Linked DNA regions of Anser cygnoides: region 1 is linked to region 2. A link is a contact called in public Hi-C data. All regions are on one chromosome and are shown on one strand. The core of a region is the stretch at or near the end of the contact, and the rest is flanking DNA. Distances in the headings are between cores, read along the strand shown. Region 1 holds the start of MRPL28 (mitochondrial ribosomal protein L28). Region 2 holds the start of RHBDF1 (rhomboid 5 homolog 1).

Region 1 (4,287 bases), core at 860-3,359, 140 kb after region 2:
GCTAATTTCCACAAAATTGTGATCCCAGTAATTGGTGCACATCCTCCTCCTCTGGGATCAAAATGATGGCAAACACTGTGTGTGTGGCATTAAGGTGACAGCTGACACAAGCATTTTGGTGCTCCTTTCTAGTGTGCACGCTGCTCAGAGCTGGTCTGCAGAGTCAGACCTCTTCCTTTTGGAAGGAAAGAGCTATTAATGAAGGACGATGCTTCCTAGTCTATAGGAATCAGGGTTATTTCTTTGCCTTGAAAAATGTCCAGCGTTCTCCTCAGCTCTGTACTTTAACCTCTTCTCATAGCTAACCTAGCCTCTGCCTAATTAATCTGCCTGTTAATTCAACCTCTACCTTTGCACTGGAGGAGGGATAACCCAGGGCGGCATGACGTACTAGAGGCCACCCAGCTGGAAAGCAGCTTGGCAGAAAAGGTACTAAGAGTCCTGGTAGACACCAAGTAGAACAAGAGTCAGCACTGTGCCCTTGCTGCAAGACTAACGGTACCCTTGGCTGCATCAGGGAAAGTACTGCCAGCAGGTCAAGGGAGGTGATCCTTCCCCTCTGCCTAGGTCTGGTGAGGCCACACCTGGAGTGCTGTGTCCAGTTCTGGGCCCACCAGTACAAGAGAGACCTGGACGTACTGGGAGAAGTCAAATGTAGGGCCACAGGGATGATGAAGGGACTGGAGCACCTCTCCTGGGAGGAGAGGCTGCGAGAGCTGGGACTGCTCAGCCTGGAGAAGAAGAGGCTCAGGGGGATCTCACCGATGCCTACAAATCCCTGAAGGCAGGGTGCACAGAGGATGGAGCCAGGCCCTGCTCAGCAGTGCCCAGGGCCAGGCCCAGAGGCAGTGGGCACAAACTGGAGCACAGGAGGCTCCCTCTGAGCACCAGGAGGCACTTCTGTGCTGTGCGGGTGTCGGAGCCGCACAGGTTGCCCACAGAGGCTGTGGAGTCTCTTCCTTAGAGATCTCCAAAGCCACCTGGACACAGGCCTGGGCCCCCTACTCAGGGTGGCCCTGTGGGGATGGGGGGGAGCAGGTGGGCCCAGGGGGGCCTCTGGCCTCAGCCATGCTGTGAAATTGAAATTTTTCCTCAGTGCCAGCCTGCAGGGGCTCAAGGACACATCTCGCCCATCTCCTTCACCTTCTACCACTCATACAGGAAAAAAGGCGAGCAGGCAGCAGTGGCCCACACCCAACTGCAGGCTTATTCTCCTGTGTGTTCCTGCCCATCACCTGGGGCTGTCGGATGGCCCAGCCCCGTCCCTGCTCTCCCTCAGGGCACAAAGATGAGCTCTCCGTGTTGAGGAGGTCTCAGCCACTCGCCCTGTCCCTGCACTTTGTTTCACAGCTTTCGTCCGGGGGCCAGGACGCCAGCAGAATGGCTCTCACCCTCAGTTTTATCCCTTGGGGGTGGAGGGCTTAGTGCGCTCCACACTTCTTCCCAATTTTACTGCTTTTAGGCACTTTTTGCCCTCTCAGCGTGTTGTGGGCTGAGCACATGGGTGGGCAGCAGCCGCACCTTCACAGCCGTGGCCTCCACGCCTTGCTGCCGTGCTAGCCAGGGTGCTGCCTCGACTTGTTAAAGCAATAATTCCTCATCGGGCCTTTTCCTTTATGGCTTTCAATGCTGTGAAGCTTCAGGTGAAGAAACGCCTGAAACTCCGTTGTTGTTGTCCGATCGCTGAAGTTCTGCCCTCGCTCCCCCGTGTCGCTTTGGGTCATGACGCAGAACTGTGCTGTGGGCCTGGGGGAAGGGCTTTTTGTTAGTTATTAATTATTAATTTTTATTATTGTAATTATTAATTTTTGTTAATTATTTCGGGTAAAATCCGAGGAAATCCCTGCGTCTGAATGAAACGGTTATTTGTTTTCCTTTGCTGTTCATACCCGTGATTATTTTATACGGCCGATTTTAAAGCTTCCGATTTTATAACTTAATAAACGGAGAGGTGTTTAATAAACGGATAATAAGCGGATTTCTGCGGTTTGTGCGGGGGGGGGGGGGGGGGGACTACGGGAGATGGAGGTGGGGGGGGAGCGCGAAGGCGGCCGCCGCGTGTCCCTTGCCGGCCGCCGTCTGGAGCCCGGCTCCGGCGGCCCAGGGGCGGCACCTCCCGCTTCCGTCAGGGGCCGGGGCGGCCATGCCGCTGCACCGCTTCTCTCCGCGGCTGTGGCCGGCCCTGCGGCTGCGGCAGGGGCTGTGCTCGCGGCTGCCCGCGCACTGCCTGCGGGCGCTGCAGGAGGACGAGCCGCCCGCCGCCCCCGTGCACTGGCGGCCGCAGGGGGCTCGCTACCGCCGCAACCCGCGCACCGGCGAGCGGGAGCGCCTGCAGGACGTGCCGGTGGCCCCCTTCCTGCCGCCCGCCGCGCACCGGGGGCTGTGGGGCGGCGAGGGCTGGGTCCGCGGCTTCCGCTACGCGCGCAACGACAAGGTGAGGCCGGCCTCCCCCCGCCCCGGCCCCCCGGGGCCCCCCGTCCCCCCGGGGCCCGCCTCGGCCGCGCCCCCCGGCCCTGACCGGCCCCGCCCGCGGGCAGCTCTCCACCCGGCTGCCCAAGGTGTGGAAGCCGCAGCTGTTCGAGCGGCGCCTCTACAGCGAGATCCTGGACGCCACGCTCACCGTCACCGTCACCATGCGCACGCTGGACCTCATCGACCAGGCCTACGGCTTCGACTTCTACATCCTCAAGGCAAGGCCTCGGCCCCGCGCCGCCGGCACCCTCCCGGCCGCAGCCGCGGGCGTTAAAATCGGAGCCGCCAGCGGGTCGGCGTCAGGGAACGCCCGGGGAGCGTCTTCCCCTTTTACGTGTGCCCTGTGCGGTGTCTGGGTACATCGCCAGGGTTGTCCGCGTGCTGGTAGGCTCGCGTCTTCTCCGCGTCGTCTGTCGGTGCGTGTTCACGTTGTTAGTTCTCTCTCGCCAGACCCCAAAAGCGGATCTGTGCTCGAAGCTGGGGATGGATTTGAAGCGAACGATGTTGCTGCGGCTCGCACGGAGAGATCCCAGACTGCATCCTGATGATCCAGCCAGAAGAGAGGCAATTTATAATAAGTACCAGGTGGGTACCCGACCTGCTGCTTCCGCTCTGGTGTCTGCAGCGGTGTTCGCTGGTGGTCTTGACTGATAACATCTTGTTCACCCCCTTGCAGTATTAGCTAGAATTCGTTCTCCTGTGTTCAGGGTGTGGGTATAGAAGATCTAAACATCATTTGCTAGGTTTCTCTCATCTCTCTGTGGCTGCTGCTTTCTGTATTCACCACTGAGGCAGACAAAGATCTGCGTTTCTGTTGTGAATCTACAACAAGCACCATAGAAGCTGGCACTACCAACAGCAGGGAGAATTTTTATTGACGCTGCAGTGAGGAGCCCTTATGGCCTGAGTGCGATTGTTTAATTTTGTGCAGCTGATGGTGGTTGCCATCCGTCGTCTGTGATCAGCCACAGAAGCGTTGGAAGGAGAGGCAGAGCAGCGTACACAGTGCTGTACGCTTTGAAAAAGGGAAAAGGAGAAAGGTGAAACAAGCTTTGTCAGAAATGAGATGAGCAAGGGAACAGGGCTTGAGGCTTGTCTGCAGTAATGTTCCTGCTGGAGTAAAGGTGTTTGTGTGAGTGGGGTGCAGAGGGGATTTGCATGTTCCTCACCTGGAGAGACTACACCACCTGTTCCTCCTTTTGTCACAGGAATTTGTGATTCCAGAAGAGGAGGCTGAATGGGTTGGCTTGAGTTTAGAAGAAGCAATAGAAAAACAGAGGCTCCTAGAAAAAAAGGTGAGTTTCTGAGGCGGTGCTGTCCTGCGAGCACAGAGGCATCTTAGCTGCATCATGCTGTGCATCCAGTTGATCTAAGTGTCCTGAGCACTCATCATCGATGGAAGTAGCGCTCCAAAACTCCTGAGAAGCCACTTGAGCCCGGTTAAATTTGGGTGCCCAAAGCATGGTGCTGGGCTAAAGTGCTTTGTAATACCAGATCCCCCCCTTGTCAGGGGAGAGATTTTTAGTAGGGGATGGCTCCTAACTCCTTCCTGATGCACAAACATCTTTCCCTTTGGCTGCCTTCTGTTACACCACTGGATGCAGGTTCAGGGCTCGCTCAGTTTTGTGGCAGCTCGCTTGTTAGAAACAATATGGAGGGGATGGGGTGTCACAGAGCTGCTGAGCCAAAAGGGCTCCCTGGGTGGCGCAGGGCACAGTGTCTGCTGGTGGCCTTTCCCCCAGACCTGTTTGCTCCTGTTGTGGCTGCAGAAGAAATGGAAAGGTCAGGAGCGGTGACTGCGTGAGGTGGTGCCAG
Region 2 (3,954 bases), core at 366-2,865:
CAAACACTGCATGGCTGAGATAGAAGAGCTGGAAAGCAAGGTAATTCCACGCACTGGAGTGCAGACCCAGTTCTCCCAAGGCTCTACTCCCCAGCTTGTCCCAACTGGGCCCTTTTTACCCCACTTACGGCACAAGGGGAGCTACTTGTCTTTGAATCAGCGTTACTGCCGTTAAAACATCGTGCGCCTTCTTCATCCCACGCTTCATTCAGAAGTGCCTTCAGTTCCCTTCCTTCAGTGTTTGCTGCCTTGTCCCTTCCCATTAAGTATAGCTTTCTTCCCAGAGGAAATCAGCAGCCATAGGGACAAAAACAGGAAGAAAAGAAACAACTTCCTGCTTGCTCCCAGACCCCGGCATCCCTGACCAACGCTGCACGCTCCACCGCGAGGCCAACCTGCAAGAGAACTGGCAGCCAGAACCAAGCGCTGCACGAGGAACACTCCGAGGCCAGGCAGAAGTCGTTTGTGCTGCCGCTCACCTCTCACATCGCGGGAAAGAAAAGCACAAGCCAAAATACACGCAAGGGGCCCTCCAGTGCAACAGCAGCAGCTACGCGTGTGTGTGCGCTACAAGGGGGGAAAGGACCGGTCACTTTCTTAGAAGCCCAAAAGGATGCAGCACTGAGAGCGCAATCCTGCAGAAGTTTTCACAGAACTATGGAATATCTGAATTTTCGCCAGATTTGCCTTGGGCTGCTGCAATTCCCCCACATCAGGCCAGCAGTGCGTAGTGTGAAAAGTCAGCTCAGGGACTGGATCCAGAGGAAGACTAACCTTTACCTCCAAAGATTATGATCCCCTATCAGCTCACAAGGTGGCTGCCAAACTGCCAGCGTAAGGGGACAAACGGGTGGCAACGCGTGGCGAGGGACAGCTGGAAGGGCCCGGGGCTCCTGCGTGGCCCTGGGTCAGCTCTAAGCCGGCCACGAACCCGCACCCTCACCTCCAGCCGAAACCTCCGGGGTCACCGGGGGTCCCGACGCCACCCCTCCGAGGCAGGACCCGGCCCCGCCTTCGCTGCTGCTGGAGACCGGGCCGGCCCCACGCCGGCCCCACGGGCTGGGACCTGTCACCCACCTGCGGCACCGGGACGAGGCGGCTGCCCCGCCACCCGGCCCTCCGCAGCCTCCCCCCGGCCGGCCGCCCCGCTCGGTGCCCGGGGCTGCCCGGCGGGCCCGTGCCGCCAGCAGGGGGCTGCCGAGCCGCGGCGGAGGCGGCGGGGCCGCGGTGCGGGACGGAGCCCGCAACTCACGTGCGCGCCGGGGCAGCGGGGTTCCCTCCTCCCCCCCCCCCGACCCTTCGTTCTCCCCACCCGCACCCGCACGCCGGCCCCCGCCCCGCACTCACCGGGCAGGCGGGGACGAGCGCAGCGGCGGGGCGCTCAGCACCGAGCCGCCGGACTCCGGGCCGCCCCGCTGCGGGCTTAAGGGGCCGCCGCCGCCGCCGCCGCCGCCGAGCTCGGCCCGGGCAGGGCGCGGAGACTCCTCCCCCGTGCCAGGGGCCGGCCGGCCGGGCACGCCATTCACAGCCGCGGCATGCAAATGGCCGCTGGGCTCCGCGCCGGCTTCGGCGGCGAACGCCCCGCCGGGGAGCTGCGAGCGCCCGGGGCCGCGGGGCTCATCCCGCCGCGCCGCCGCCTGAGTCACGGCGCAGGAATGCGCCGCGCCGGGCGGAAGCGGCCGGCCCCGGGCCCCCGCCCCGGGCCTCCCCCTTCGCCGGTGAAGGCTGAGCCTGGAGCGGCCCGGCGGGGCTCCCGGGGGGTCGGGGCTCTCCGTCCCCTCCCCGGCCGCGCGGGGACGGGGACGGGGTTGCCGGGGAAAGGCAGTCCCGTTAGCGCCGAGCCTTCGGCGTGCTCCTGAGTCGCTCCCCCGGAGCGCCCGGCTCCGCCAGCAGCCCCGCCGGGGGCGCCTGGAGAGCCCCGAAGCTGGGAGCTCGGTGTCTCCCCCCCCCCCAGTACCCCCAATATTCCTGTGTTTCCCATCCGGTTCTTCACAGCTTCTCCGGGCACATGGTTAGGGTATCAACCCTTCCTAAGCTCGCTCTTTCCTCCCGGCCTCAACGTTTCCCCCTTCTGGATGGCGTACACCCATCTCCCTTGCTCAGTAGTCCTCGCCTTTGTCCTGGGACCGCTGCCCAAACTTTCTCCATCTGGCTCTGTGGTCAGCATGTATTGCTCGTGCAGAGGTTCACGAAAGCCCCAGCGGACGCTTCAGTAGGGCCTGCATCATGCACATCCATCTTCGGCTGGACCCAAACCTGCAGCTGCGTACTTTTTACATTTTAGCAATAACCGGGGGCGGGGGGGAGTATTCCTTGCCATCTTGCCGCACCTCCGAGGCCGACCTGCACATGACGGCGTTGGAGAGGAGTGGGGTGGCTGCCGGTGCTGCGTGTGAAGGGGGAGCTCATCGCCACCACCCTGCCCGTGCCCGCGTGCAGCAGCGACAGCCACGCTTCGAAGGCAGCCCCCAGAGCCCTGCTGACTTCAGCGCGTCTCCTCAGCTGGTGAGCGTATCCAGGTCAGCCCCAGCTGGTCCTCGGCAAGGTGGAGACCAAATTGCATGCGTAACCCTGCTTGTCCGCAAAGCCCCATGAAGCTTAACAGACACAAATTATTTTCAGATGTTCCTACCACATAAACAAGGGAAAGAAGTGTCCAGTAACATGAGAGAGAAGGGATGAACTTGCAGGCCCTTCAGCACCTCCCAGAAGGAACGCACCGGAGCCAGCGTGATTCTGACCCACCCCTGCTCTTTCTTAGCCTCCTTCCAACAGCATGTGCATTTTGCAAGAAAAATAAAGTTCTTACACTGAAACGTGATTTATTGCTCCCACAGACAGCACTCCTCACTCCATCCCACATGCTCAGTGTCCCTCCGGGCCTGCGGGGTGGGATTCCCTTAGGCAACTGCAGGCATCTGCGCTTATTCGGGTAGACTCTACCCTCTTGGTCAAGAATACGCTCTCCTTGCTCCCATTGCCAGCCAGGGTGTTCCTCTTTCAGTGCACTGAGTCGTATCAGCCTAAAATACATTGATAAAAAGTGACTTAATGCCAGCATCTGACAGCAATGTCCAGCCTGTGATCACGACATGAGACATGTCCATAGGATGTGCAGGCACTGGCACAGGCTCCCCAGGGCAGCGGTCATGGCACCGAGCCTGCTGGAGCTTGAGAAGTGTTTGGACAATGCTCTTAGATACATGGTTTGTTTTTTGGGTGGTCCTGTGTGGATCCAAGGGTTGGACTGGGTCCTTGTGGGATATTCCATGATTCTATGATAGGAGCCCTGCTTGGGGGGGGGGGGGGGGGGGAGAGAAGTAGTCCTTGCGAGACACCAGGCAGAGGACTCAGATGGTGAAGGAGGTATTTCCATCTCTACTCGCTGAATGTTGCTCCCCAGGAAGGCCTTAGGAAATTCCCCTCCAAAGCTGGCATCTGTTCGCAGGGGGGGTTGGCCCCAAGCTGCAGTCCTGTTCTCCATCCCTCTCCAGCTGGTGACCAACCAGCAACTACTAGGGTGGGTTCCTCTGTGTTTAGACTGGGATACCAGGTGTTTGCCTCCAGTGGTGTTTCACATGGGTGTCATCACTCAGGGTCAATGTGAGCCTAAGGCCGGTCGTACCCACCCTGACCAGAAGAGCTTCCCAGATGCAAACGCACTTCTCAGAGGACAAAAACCACTATCTGGGTCTTTGGTTTCACTATTTGGAAGAAAAAGAGTTCTCCTGAAAATAGAGGAGCCTCTGATCTTTTTCTGAAAAAGGAAATACTCAGCTCAGGTCTCACCTAGCAAAGGGGGAAAACTGAAGATTATTTGCCTCACTCAGTGTCCAAAGGGGAGGAATGTTATGGGGGGGGAATTGCAGGGAGCACTGCTGTTCAAAACATGGCCTCTGAGAGCCAGCTGAAGGACAGTTATCTTTCGGTGCTTGTTATGTTTAACAGGAACAT

Evidence for each region. Hi-C and Micro-C count contacts between places; a contact is called where the count stands out from the background.
Region 1: a Hi-C map of liver shows a contact between it and region 2, with 1.4 times the contacts expected there. The contact joins the promoter of MRPL28 here to the promoter of RHBDF1 in region 2. A contact is called at or near these places in 2 of 7 Hi-C or Micro-C datasets (both in liver).

What each region holds. Positions count from the first base shown.
Region 1 is chr15:11,306,428-11,310,714 of Taihu_goose_T2T_genome, forward strand. MRPL28 (mitochondrial ribosomal protein L28) reads left to right here and starts at 2,110. Exons shown (of 5, transcript XM_066977527.1): 1 at 2,110-2,434; 2 at 2,538-2,690; 3 at 2,923-3,057; 4 at 3,681-3,767. The coding sequence starts at 2,144.
Region 2 is chr15:11,167,385-11,171,338 of Taihu_goose_T2T_genome, forward strand. RHBDF1 (rhomboid 5 homolog 1) reads right to left here and starts at 1,616. Exons shown (of 19, transcript XM_066977497.1): 1 at 1,348-1,616. LOC136786429 (a long non-coding RNA gene) reads left to right here and starts at 1,698. Exons shown (of 2, transcript XR_010825059.1): 1 at 1,698-2,519; 2 at 2,623-2,819.